Linked DNA regions of Hordeum vulgare: all the other regions are linked to region 1. A link is a contact called in public Hi-C data. All regions are on one chromosome and are shown on one strand. The core of a region is the stretch at or near the end of the contact, and the rest is flanking DNA. Distances in the headings are between cores, read along the strand shown. Region 1 holds the start of LOC123442875 (DEAD-box ATP-dependent RNA helicase 20). Region 2 holds the start of LOC123439471. Region 3 holds the start of LOC123442873 (probable E3 ubiquitin-protein ligase HIP1).

Region 1 (3,796 bases), core at 668-3,167:
AAATATAAGCAGCATATTCGCACCTAGGATAGGCTGAGCATTAACATGAACAATGGCAGGTAAAAGGTAAGCAAGTGTTTTTCCAGATCCTGTTTCAGCAATGCCAATAAGATCACGCCCCTTCAGTGCCATTGGCCAACCTTGTGACTGGATAGGGGTAGGTTCTGTAAAGCCAGCTTTTGTGATTTCTTGCAGCACGTATTCTGCAAAAAAGAAATGAAGGACCTTAGGTAAGTAAGTGGAAACAAAGGCTGTGAGATGATAAAGCTAAGGAAGCATAAAAAAAAGGGCAGCACGGTGCACGTAGCTGCCGCTTGCGCAGGGTCCAGGGAAGGGCCCAACCACTTTGGGTCTTTTGAACGCAGCCTTTCCCTACATTTCTGTAAGAGGCTGTTTCCAGGATTCGAACCCAGATCACAAGGCAACAGCTGTACCGCTGCGCCAAGTAAACAAAATTATAATCATGTATCTATGAATAGCATCATTTTTCTTAAACAAACAGCACAGTTTTTATACAAAAAGAATATAAATTTAAGAACAAAGGTGGAGAAAAGCAAAGGCAGACATCAGAGGGTATCATAATATGGTGCTATCCTCCAGAAGCATGAGCCTTCTGATTATAATGTGATGCAATGTGAGGTCTAGAAAACTCCTAGTTGGTAAAAAAGTACTCCTCCGTCCCATAATATAAGAGCGTTAGTGTCAAAAACACTCTTATATTATGGGACAGAGGGAGTAATATATATACTTTTACCATTTTGTTTTCAGTTCATCGAACACATATCAAGTATCTTGAAAGCAATGAAAATACAGTACTAATCTTCTAGCAATAAGTGCAGTGATTGGCACGAGAAAGAGCAGGAGAACCAGTGCTATTAGGCCCTAATATCCTAGTGTTGATTACTCACATATGTAGGCAATGGAGAGCTAACTACCTAAAATTGCGATTCAATGAGAATCACTGCTTCACAGGGCAAGCCGTTTCCCAATCAGCTAACAGGATCAACTCAGGCACTCAGCCCAGTGACATGAGAGTATTTGCTTCAATTACATATACGTGCATCAAAAGTATGCTTTTTGAGCGTGGTATGATAGAAACAGAGCATCATGTGATACAAGGAGACCCGTAGCTAAATGAAGACATTCCTGTTATTCGATTTTAAGTAATTCAACAGAGATGCTAAAAAAGCATACAAATTTATCCTATTCCCTGCTGATTCTATCAAATTTGTGCGTCTGAAACTGAAAGCCTGCAACACAACAGTAGCGGATGGGGATAAAAGGGGCTACGAAGAACACCACGGCCTAACCTGGGAAGCCGACGTCGCGGAAGCCGCGCACCGGCTTGGGCACGTCGTTGCCCTCGACGGTGATCTCCCGGCGGCGGCGGTACGCCTCGACCTCCTCCGCCGTCATGCCGGCCACCGCGGGAACCTCCACGTAGAAGTTCTTCTCGAATCGCGGCAGCCCGTCCAGCTCTGCCGCGGCCGCCGCGGCGGCAGCATCCGGTCTCCCCGACGGCGCGAACGCCCTCGTCCCGCCACCGAAGGCCCCCTCACTGCGAACGCAGGCAGAAATAAGTAACCAACCGGACCAGGCAGAAATAAGTAACCAACCAGGATTGTTATGGGTACTGTTAGGGTTTGGAGCGGGGCGGGTTACCTGCGGCGGTCGCGGTAGGAGCTGGGGTCCGCCGCACGGCCGTCGAAGCGGCTCATGGCGGCCGTCGCCGGCGGCAGCTAGGGTTTAGCGGCGGGCGGTGGGGGGCTCGGCTCCGGCGAGGGTGCGCCGAGGCGGTGGAGGGCTCGATTCGGCGAGCCGAAAGAGGAATTCTTCTAGAAGAAGCAAGCAAAGCTAATGGCGGCGCCGCGGCGGAGGCGATTCGAATTGGAAGCGAAGCACAGGCGGCGAGTTCAACAGGCATTCGGGTAGACTGCTCGAGCTATTGCCCTCGTAGGCGCATTTCACCGTAATGCACAACCCCACATACAAAGCGTATCCCATGTCTAACAAAAGCGTAAACTGGCAATGACTGCACTGACAGGTGGGCCCGCGCGGGCCACGAGCAGAGGAAAAGGGTGGGAATATCCACGGCGGGAGGCGGTTTATCCATTTGCGTCCTCGACGGCGCGAGAGTTTTTGCCTGCGGCGACGATGGCCACCGTGGCGGCGACCATGGCGACGCCGACGCGGCACCGCCAGTTCCGCGTGCGCGCCGCCTGGGACATGAACCCGGGCGCCGCCACCGTCGCCGTGCCCAAGCCTTCAAAGGCGAAGCCCAAGCCCGCACTGGGGCAGTCGCCGGCGACGGCGACCACCCCGGCGCGCGCGCCCCCTCCCACGCACGCCGACCTCTTCGCGCGCAGCAGCGAGGGCCAAGGTATCTATCTATCTATCCTCCCTCAGCTCTGCCATCCCGGCCATTTGCTCCACGTTCTGCCCCCCTGAAGCTCTGGCAGCATGCTGTCAGTGAACAACTGGAAGTTGGTAGTACAAGGCAATTGCATATAGATTTTGACTTTAAAAGCAAGTGCGATAGAACGGTTGTGTCGTCGAGAACTTGATGACAACTAGTTACATGTCGCCGTGACCTGCTCTGGTGTCAGGGTCGTGTGGTTAGTGCACTATTTAGTCAGAGAGTAATTCTGTCAACTGATTGTTGGTTGGTTCGTATTAGCAAAGAAGAGCACAAGCACGTACATGGGGTTTGAGAAGTGGTGGTTGCCGCCCGCGCCAGAGGTGAAGAAGCCCCGTTCACTCTACAACGCGGCATCGCTGGCATACTTGGGGGACTGCATATATGAAGTGAGAACTGGTCAATTTTATTCGTTGGTTTTTATGCACTTTACAGTTGCTGTTATGTAGTTATCTTACATGTAGCTCAGCCTAGCTGTCACTGTTGACCTTCACTTGTTCTGGATTTACTGTATGATGTTTGTGACGATGTCGAGACAATGTGTACTAGTTTTCCACTTCAAGCTTGTTTGTTGTGAGATGATCTGATTCTTGCTCTTTGTAATACAGCTTTATGCTCGGAGACACTTCTTCTTTCCTCCACTGAGCATCAATGAATACAATAAGCGCGTGATGGATGTTGTGAAATGTGAATCACAGGTCTGGATATGGCTCTTCTTTATCCTCTGATCAAACAGCTTACATAGACTAGATGCTTCAGTATGGTATATTCATTGATTGTGATGTAGAATTTATCTTATTATCTATGTTTATCCATTGTATCATAGCCTACATATTGACATTTTTCGCGTATTTCAATTGGTACTGTCTCCTAATGTTGTTTCAGTTACCGTTATTTTAATGGTTGTAGTTCAATCCTTGAAGAGCACTCGTTTTGTTTGCCTTTTCATTCCGTTTTCTGCATATAAGAGAGTGCTTTGAAGCATCACGATGTGAGGCATATTTTCACATCAATTGTCATTTGTTTCGTTACTTCAGGATCTGCTGCTGAACAAACTCCTGGGAGAGGATTTTCTAACTGAAGAAGAAAGGTAAATTATGTTATGTGCCTTGTACCTACATGTTTCTTAATACTCCCTCCGTGTGGAATTACTTGTCGCAGAAATGAATGTATCTAGACGTATTTTTAGTTCTCGATACATCCATTTCTGCGACAAGTAATTTGGGGCGGAGGGAGTAGCATTTTATTGCCTACTAGGAAAAACACCATGCACTAGCCTCTGTACACATGATTGAGCTTCCATGTGGTGTTAGTGCATCAGTATTCAGGACGTATGAATTCATCTTCCTAGACTTGCCTTTGTACTGCACCACATTTCTT
Region 2 (3,796 bases), core at 698-3,197, 810 kb after region 1:
AACGGAGCTGCAACGGCGGTCAGTGGACTTACATGGTCATGAGGGTCACCATCGAGTTTCACTACAACCTGCGTTCAAAATTGCTATAACCCGCGTCCAAATTTGATACAATCGTCAACTAAAAAAGTTGCATCCACGTTCGTTAGAGTTGCAAACCCGAGTTCATCGAATTTTTTTTGCTACAACCGATATTCATTTTTTCTACAACTGGTATCAATTTTTGCTACAACTGTTCACTAATTAAGTTGCATCCACGTTCGTCAGAGTTCGTCGGATTTTTTGCAACAATCGATGTCGATTTTTTATACAACTGGTATCAATTTATGCTACAATGGCTGCAGCCGGCACCTGTAAAAGCTACAGCAGTGTGTAGCGTGGTACGCGCCTCTGTGGGGGAGTAGGCCGTGCTGAGCGCGCGCAGACGACCGGAGGAGTCGACCTTCAGGAGCATCCCGGTGGCCGGCGTGGGCGGCAACACGAAACGGAGGCTGAAGACGGTGTCCGGACCGTCGACGATAGCGGCGAGGAGGAAGACGCAGGATGTTGGAACTGCGGCTTTCCAGGAGCGAGGATGACGAGCGGCGACGAGCCGACGAGGTCATCTGCGTTGGGGGTGGTCGGGGAGGGGTGGGTTTTCTCTTGCGCATGATGTTCGTGCGGCTTTGGTTCGTCGGCGGATGAGAAAACGGAGAAAGAGATGGAGGAGGGAGGAACAAGACGACTCCGGGACAAATCTGACAACCTCCTAGAGCTGTATCGGGTGGCTGGCGTTGGACCGGACTTAAGTTTTCGGTCGGCAGTCCGACGCCTATCACTGTCCACAATTATATTATTGAAACTGTATTTGAATGAAGTTTTTAATGATATAATTTTTGCTTTCATTGCAGTTAACCATGGTGATTAAATTTATGATCAAACTTAAATCTCAAGAAACGCGGACATACTATTATGGAATGAAGGGAATATAGTGTTAAGCAAACAGAGGAGTGTGGTGTTGCCTCTGGCTAGTGGGGTTCCTGAAACAGAGCACGCGCTTGTTTCTTGGGCAGCTGTGCGTGTGGACGCTCGAACCAAAGTTCACACGCAGAATGTAAGTTCGACTGATGATGGTGTCTATATTGTTCCTATGTTCATAAGTCAAAAGGGAAAACTGTTCCATTTCCTGACTTCCATATCACGTATTCTGAATTTCTGATCATAAGCAGTCGAGAAATGGCGTCGATCGGAAAATAACCAGCTTTGACCTGAACAGCGGTTCCGCAACCGCTGTGTTGCTTGACACGGCAAATAGACGGAACAGTGTGAATGGAGTTGCTGGTTTGATGTGGAAGCGTGGTTGCAAGAGGCCAAAGCCCGACACTGCTGCGGATAACTTCATCATCACTTAACCAACAGTAGGCGTCGTCTCCGTCCGTGGCTGCCTCTCGCGCTCACAGGCACTGCACGGAGGATTATGTGTGCTGTGGCCAACTGAAAGTGCTGAAACATTCTGGCACCTGCTTACTGAAATAACTGAAACTCCCCGAATTTTCGTTGAAATTTCATTGAAAGCGAGATACGAATCGTTGGGATTTCCTCTCGCGATCATAGCCGCTACATACACGGAGGATTGCATTCCGAAATTTCATTGAGATTCCCATCGTATGCCATACGACGCACACAGGCTAGCTGCTGTGCATAGATAGTACTCCTATTTCCTCTCGCGATCATAGCCATTACATACACGGAGTACACTACAGTGCAATCAATAGTTTGGCATGGCATGGCATGGCATGGTTCTTTCCAATTACATACTCCTATATCCGACTCATGACACACTCATACACGCCACCTCACCCATGCCAATCCGAGACCGAGATTTCCCCTATATTATTATCCCCGTAGTGGGGTAGGGCACACCACATGTGATATGTGAGAAAATAGATGCGTATGTAGGGCGGTCATCTCTCACAGACAGTCCTATATCCATCCTACAGTATATAACAAGAGAATGAGATGACAAGACGCCGCCGCACTAATTATTGTAAGCCTCCTCCTATCCCCGTCTTCTGGTTCATCGTCAGAAAATCACATTCTTCATTGTTCTTGCAGAAGCTGTAAGATGCTTGGCTGGACGGCAGCGGCATGCAAATCTCTGCAACAAGGAAATGAGCTGATGCCGCACGGTGACTGTGACCCTACGGTGTGCAGAGGTCCGGCTATGGCGCCCCGGCAGGCCACCTCGGCGCCTCCGGCTGGGCCGCCGGAGGTGTCGACCACGTCCTCGTCCACGGGGTCGGGGAGGAGCGCGACGGAGGCGAGGGCCCTGAGGATCCACAGCGAGGCCGAGCGCCGGCGCCGGGAGAGGATCAACGCTCACCTGGCCGCGCTCAGGAGGATGATCCCTGATACCAAGCAGGTTTGCGCCAATATCTTAGCCATTTCAGTGTTACGAAGCATTAACCAAACAAAGCTCGGCTGCACATAATTATTGTCGATAGCTAATCGATCAGCTTTTCTGGCAGAAAGAAACTAGCTTTGCATTAATAAGAAGTTCAAGCAATTCCGATCCACCTTTATTTATGTCAGCATCAGGCACGAGCTTTATGAAGAAGAACATTGAAAGCTCGCACAAGTGTTCACATTTCATCAGACTTTTTCACCCTGCAATTCTATCTATCTATGATAAGACAAATAAAGTAGGGCACTGCGGTACGCTGCTATTATGCGACTTGTCAGGAAAATGTCTCTTCTCTTCTGCATTGCAGATGGACAAGGCCGCCTTGCTAGCCAGGGTGGTGGACCAAGTGAGACACCTGAAGAGGAGAGCCAGCGAGGCCGCGCAGCAAACGCCGGGTCTCCCGCCGGAGGCCGACATGGTCTCCGTCGAATTCTGCTGCACCGGGGACACCGACGACGACGATAGACGCCTCTACATTAAGGCGTCTGTCAGCTGCAACGACCGGCCGGACCTCGTGGCCGGGCTCATCCAGGCCCTCCATGGCCTGAGGCTGAGGACGGTGAGAGCGGACGTGACATCCCTAGGAGGACGGGTGCAGCATGTCTTCACGCTCTGCAAGGAGGAGGACGGGGAAGGCAGCGCAGCAGCAGGCCGTGCTGGACTGCATTCTCTCAAGGAGGCTGTGAGGCAGGCTCTGGCCAAGGTTGCTTCTCCAGAGCTGGTCTATGATAGCAGCAGCAGCAGCAGCAATCAGTTTCAGTTACAGACCAAGAGGCAGAGGGTTCTGGAGTCGCATTACTCAATCATGTCCATATAGTAGATGATTACCACCAGAATATATCATCTTGAGGTGTGAAGTGAACTGCTGTTAGTGCTGTAAGATAAGATAGATAGATGGCAACAATGGCTGCCGACATTCAGATTGCAGAGATCCTAGCTGTAGCTGATGACGCCGGCAGGGTAACATGATTAGTTTGACGAGTCAACAGTGGTGTCGATTGGCTGGTACTCTATGAGGCTGGTCACAATGGGGAGGAACTTAGCAGTAACATTACACACTCCAATACAACTTTGCTTATGTGGCACGTATTTAGTGAAGAGAGAGGTGCTTGTGGTAACTAGCTAAGTTACCGGAACATCACACACTCCAAGAAACAATGAGTCTATAGCCTAATAAATGCATTGTTGCATGACACTACATACATGTTACTCCCCATTGTGGAGGTAGGAACATAGTCTAGGAAAGCGTGTAGGTTCCTACCTTATGTTACTCTCCATTGTGACCAGCCTGAGACACATACTCATCGGTGGCCCTCATATTATGACATGCATGAGAGGCGCATAGAAGTACTTTGT
Region 3 (3,796 bases), core at 624-3,123, 590 kb after region 1:
GAAAAAGTCACCCTTCATCAATCAACAAAGTACTCCTACTCTTGATCAATGTAGTGCTGACACAGTTCGGCGCGGCATCTGCATTTATCATCGACCGGCAGCCCGGCGCAAGGTATAGGCTCGTCATCAATACGAGCGCTACTGGCACCTGGCTACCCGCTACTAGCAATTTCCCTGTGATTTCTTTTACTAGTGCCTGGCGTGGTGGTATGGTATGGCGTGCTGCAGCTGCGTTGCTTTGGGTCCTCAGGCGTCACGGGCTACCTATCCATCCATTGGCTCCTTCGCCCCTAGCCGTAGGCCCGCGTGCTGCGCGGTGGTGCCGCCGTTGGAACGTGACCCACACCACACATCTCATGCTCTCTGCCCCGTGGCGCTCGCCGGGTCGCAGCTGCAGCGCCCTGGCACACGTTCGTTTTTCTCGCACGGAACGGGTTACGGAGGAACCGATGGTGGGCTCCAGCCCAGCCCCACACCAGACCGACACGTACGTGGTGCGCAAGACTAATTGCAAAGCTGGTGGCGAGCTTTTCCGTAGGCCCCACAGGTCAGCCAAGCCCACGTGGACGACGTACCCCCGGCGTGTCCGCCCTCCGTCAGCGCGATCGCGAGCCGGGCACAGAGAAAAGACGGCCACGTCCGTCGCAGCTGACTCCCACCGAGCCGTGGGCCCGGGATGGGCCAACAACGCTCATGGGCCATGGTCTGATCTCCGATGGACAGTGACGCAGACCTTTTCGTGCGCCTCCCTCCCCCCACGCTACGAGAGTCAACGTCAAACCCCCCGTAAACAGAGACGGGATAGGTAACAATCCAAGACGAAATCCACACACCGAATTCCGCAAGATCTCGGGAGCGAAGGAGCAACCGGGATCGCAATCATCCGGCGTTAACTTATCGCCCATGCACGCGTCGCTGGATTAGTCGAGATATACACACCGCAGCAGACGCGCACACGCATATTTATACACTACTACTTCCTCCGTTCCTAAACATAAGTCTTTTTAGAGGTTCTACTCAAGGATTACATACGGATGTATATAGACGTATTCTAAAGTGTAGATTCATTCATTTTGATTTGTATGTAGTCATCTGTTAATAAAATCTCTTAAAAAACTTATACTTAAGAACGGAGGGAGTATTAAATAAATAATAATCGTAATTAAGAGCCAGATATACACGGGCTTTTATACGCCAGAGAAGAGAAGAATTGTTTAGCATATCCCGGGTGACAGGCACTGGAAAGGGAAAGAAATAAACCCGCTGTGCTGATTTTTTTTTTTTTTGAGCAACGTGAACCCGCTGCGCTAAGAAAAGGCGCAAGCTAATAGGTAGGCCGATCTTACCCGGCTCTGCCCTGTCATGCCCAGAATGCAGTTGGCGTTTGTGTGTGCGGCACCCAGGGCCAAAGGTGAGCCTTTCAAGCAAAGGCGAAAGGCGTCCGTCCTCTCCGAAGGGGAGAAAAAAAAAGGCGACCAACCAAACCACGCCGTGAGTCAAACCCTCCCTTACACGCGGGCCCCCTCGTATCTTCCCGTGTATCCATACGATCCGTATACGAACCGCGTCCCTCCGGCTGTACGGCGACACGTGGCCCCCCCCCCCCCCGCTTGCCCAGACGCCCTCGTGGCGCATCCGGCGCCGCGCCGTCCCCTCGCTGGCAGGCGGGGCCGGGGTTTGGATTTTGAAAACCGACCAAGGGGAGACGCTTATTTTTGGCAGTAAAGTGGCGAGGCGCGGGGCCCCGCACCACCCACGCAGGCCTCCCCTACTCCTACTCCTTCTCCTTCTCCTTCTCCGCCCACCCCTCCAAACGCTCTCGCCCTCTCCCGTTATAAATACCTCCCCGCTTCGTCGCCCCCAGCCCCCACCGTCTCCCTCCCTCCCCACCCACGCGGACAAATTTGTTTCTTCCCTGCGTACAACCCAGCAGCAGAGCCCACGAAGCAGCAGCGCCGCCTCCTACCCCGTCGCCGATCTGGACGGATCGCGCTCCGGATCGGCCGCCGCGCTCGCGCAGGTACCGGCCCCCCTCCCGATTCGCTCGATTCCGCCGCGTCCCCTCCGGCTTTACGTTGCGGTTCCCCTCCCCTCCCCTCCCCGGCGGGCGGCGGCGCCGTGGGTGGGTGGGTGGGCTGATCCGCCGTGCCAGCGAGCGGCGGGGCGGGACACGTGTTTGCGCCGTTTAGCTAGCTGGCCGCCCGTCCGCCTGGATAGGATTAGCCTGCCTGCCTGGTGATGGAGCGGGGTCCGTCACGTGCGTGCTTGATTGGCCCCCCACCCGTCTCAAAAAGGAAACGTGTAGATTTTTCCTGATTTCTTTGGTTGATTCCCACCAGTTGCTGTTTCTCTCCAATTATAGGAGGAGTACCATCTTGCTCGCATCTTAGGCGCCGTGTGGCAGGGGGGAAGCTGCTCTCCGCGGCCATTTCGTATCGCTTTGGGTACCGCATCGTACGAATTTCAAACTTTGCTGGCCTATCTGCTGGCGGACAGGCATCCCGTAGTTTTTATCACCTGCCATATCTGGTCCCGGGTTCAAAATTCTGGAATCACCGTTTCTTGTAGAATCCCTGGCACCAAGAAGCATTCTTGTTGGTGGATTGGTCCGTCGATATGCTCTCCTTGGTGCGGGACGGGAGGCTTTTTTGTATTGTTTAGTTCTTTCCTGGATAAGATCAATTTGATGATAGAGCAGAGTGGGTCATGTGCATGATAGATTGCTCCCTGTCTGACAAAAGAAACAGGTGCTTTGCAATCTGATGGGTTTGTTTAATGACCCTCGCTGCTCTGCTGTCAGCAACCATTTTGTTTGCTTTTGGTTAACTGATCAAACATAACTTGTAAGTTAACATGTTTTACCTCATGCATCAATTGACTTATAACCATGCCCTGTTTTTGTCAGCTGTTATATCTGGGGGAGCCTAAAATTCTAGAACAGGAATTTGTTATTAGAAGCCCATATACTCCATTTAGGAGGGCAATGCTCCCCCCTTTTGCCACATTTCTTCAGATTTGCTACATATCTCACTTTCAGGTGCTTATTGTCTAATAATATAGCACAAAGTCCGTTTCTTTTGCTAAAGTAATGAGTGGATTTACTAATGAATCTACTTTCCTAGTTTTATAGGAGTATATGAAGTCATTCTCATGTTTGGATACCTGAGTTGCAGCGGTAGCTCGGTCCATACTCCGTGTTGAACTTCATGCTAACACATTGTTTCAAGGAGACGTAACATTGCTATCTGATGCTACACTACTGATGTTCATTCAAATTGTGTTTCCAGGTTAAGGGCAACCAGGCAGGACTGTTTCTTGGCTAGGCATCATCTGAACCATCTGCAAGTGCCAGAGATGGATCATACTCAACCCAGGGATGGGCATGGCAATGAACCTGTGCCTTTAGGTAGCTCTACTTCACCTGTGCTCTGTTCTGCTGTTTATCTTAGTTTGATAAAATAGTAACACTCTTTCGTTTCAATCTCAGGGATGTTTTTTGAGCATTCGGTAAGTGATGCACCCCTTAGAATTGGTCCTCCAGGCTTTGGGAGTATGGCAAGTAGATCAAATGATGTTCCATCTTCAAGTCATGCTACACAGTTTCCAGGTCATAGAGTTGGGAACCCAGGGACCTCACATGTTTCATTTGTTCCCTATCGCACTGGAAGATCCAGCGGTCATGTACCATATGATGCTCAGCCGAAACCTGCCCTAAGTTCCCATGTGGACAACAGAATGGTTGCAATGAAGCGAAAGAACCTCTTTCCTTCAGTGGAGGGAATGGACGCTATTGACT

What was found. A called contact is a pair of places that touch in the nucleus more often than the background predicts.
Region 2: a Hi-C map of leaf shows a contact between it and region 1, with 5 times the contacts expected there. The contact joins the promoter of LOC123439471 here to the promoter of LOC123442875 in region 1. A contact is called at or near these places in 2 of 6 Hi-C or Micro-C datasets (leaf and seedling).
Region 3: a Hi-C map of seedling shows a contact between it and region 1, with 3 times the contacts expected there. The contact joins the promoter of LOC123442873 here to the promoter of LOC123442875 in region 1. A contact is called at or near these places in 3 of 6 Hi-C or Micro-C datasets (leaf and seedling).

Annotation. Positions count from the first base shown.
Region 1 is chr3H:40,745,544-40,749,339 of MorexV3_pseudomolecules_assembly, reverse strand. It overlaps LOC123442875 (DEAD-box ATP-dependent RNA helicase 20), which reads right to left and starts at 1,917. Exons shown (of 10, transcript XM_045119047.1): 1 at 1,663-1,917; 2 at 1,311-1,558; 3 at 24-203. The coding sequence starts at 1,718. LOC123442874 (mini-ribonuclease 3-like) reads left to right here and starts at 2,108. Exons shown (of 7, transcript XM_045119046.1): 1 at 2,108-2,380; 2 at 2,678-2,805; 3 at 3,025-3,114; 4 at 3,454-3,506. The coding sequence starts at 2,155.
Region 2 is chr3H:39,931,121-39,934,916 of MorexV3_pseudomolecules_assembly, reverse strand. It overlaps LOC123439471, which reads left to right and starts at 1,947. Exons shown (of 3, transcript XM_045116182.1): 1 at 1,947-2,023; 2 at 2,092-2,398; 3 at 2,505-3,525. The coding sequence starts at 2,102. The coding sequence ends at 3,257.
Region 3 is chr3H:40,159,623-40,163,418 of MorexV3_pseudomolecules_assembly, reverse strand. It overlaps LOC123442873 (probable E3 ubiquitin-protein ligase HIP1), which reads left to right and starts at 1,873. Exons shown (of 7, transcript XM_045119042.1): 1 at 1,873-2,020; 2 at 3,288-3,406; 3 at 3,488-3,796. The coding sequence starts at 3,355.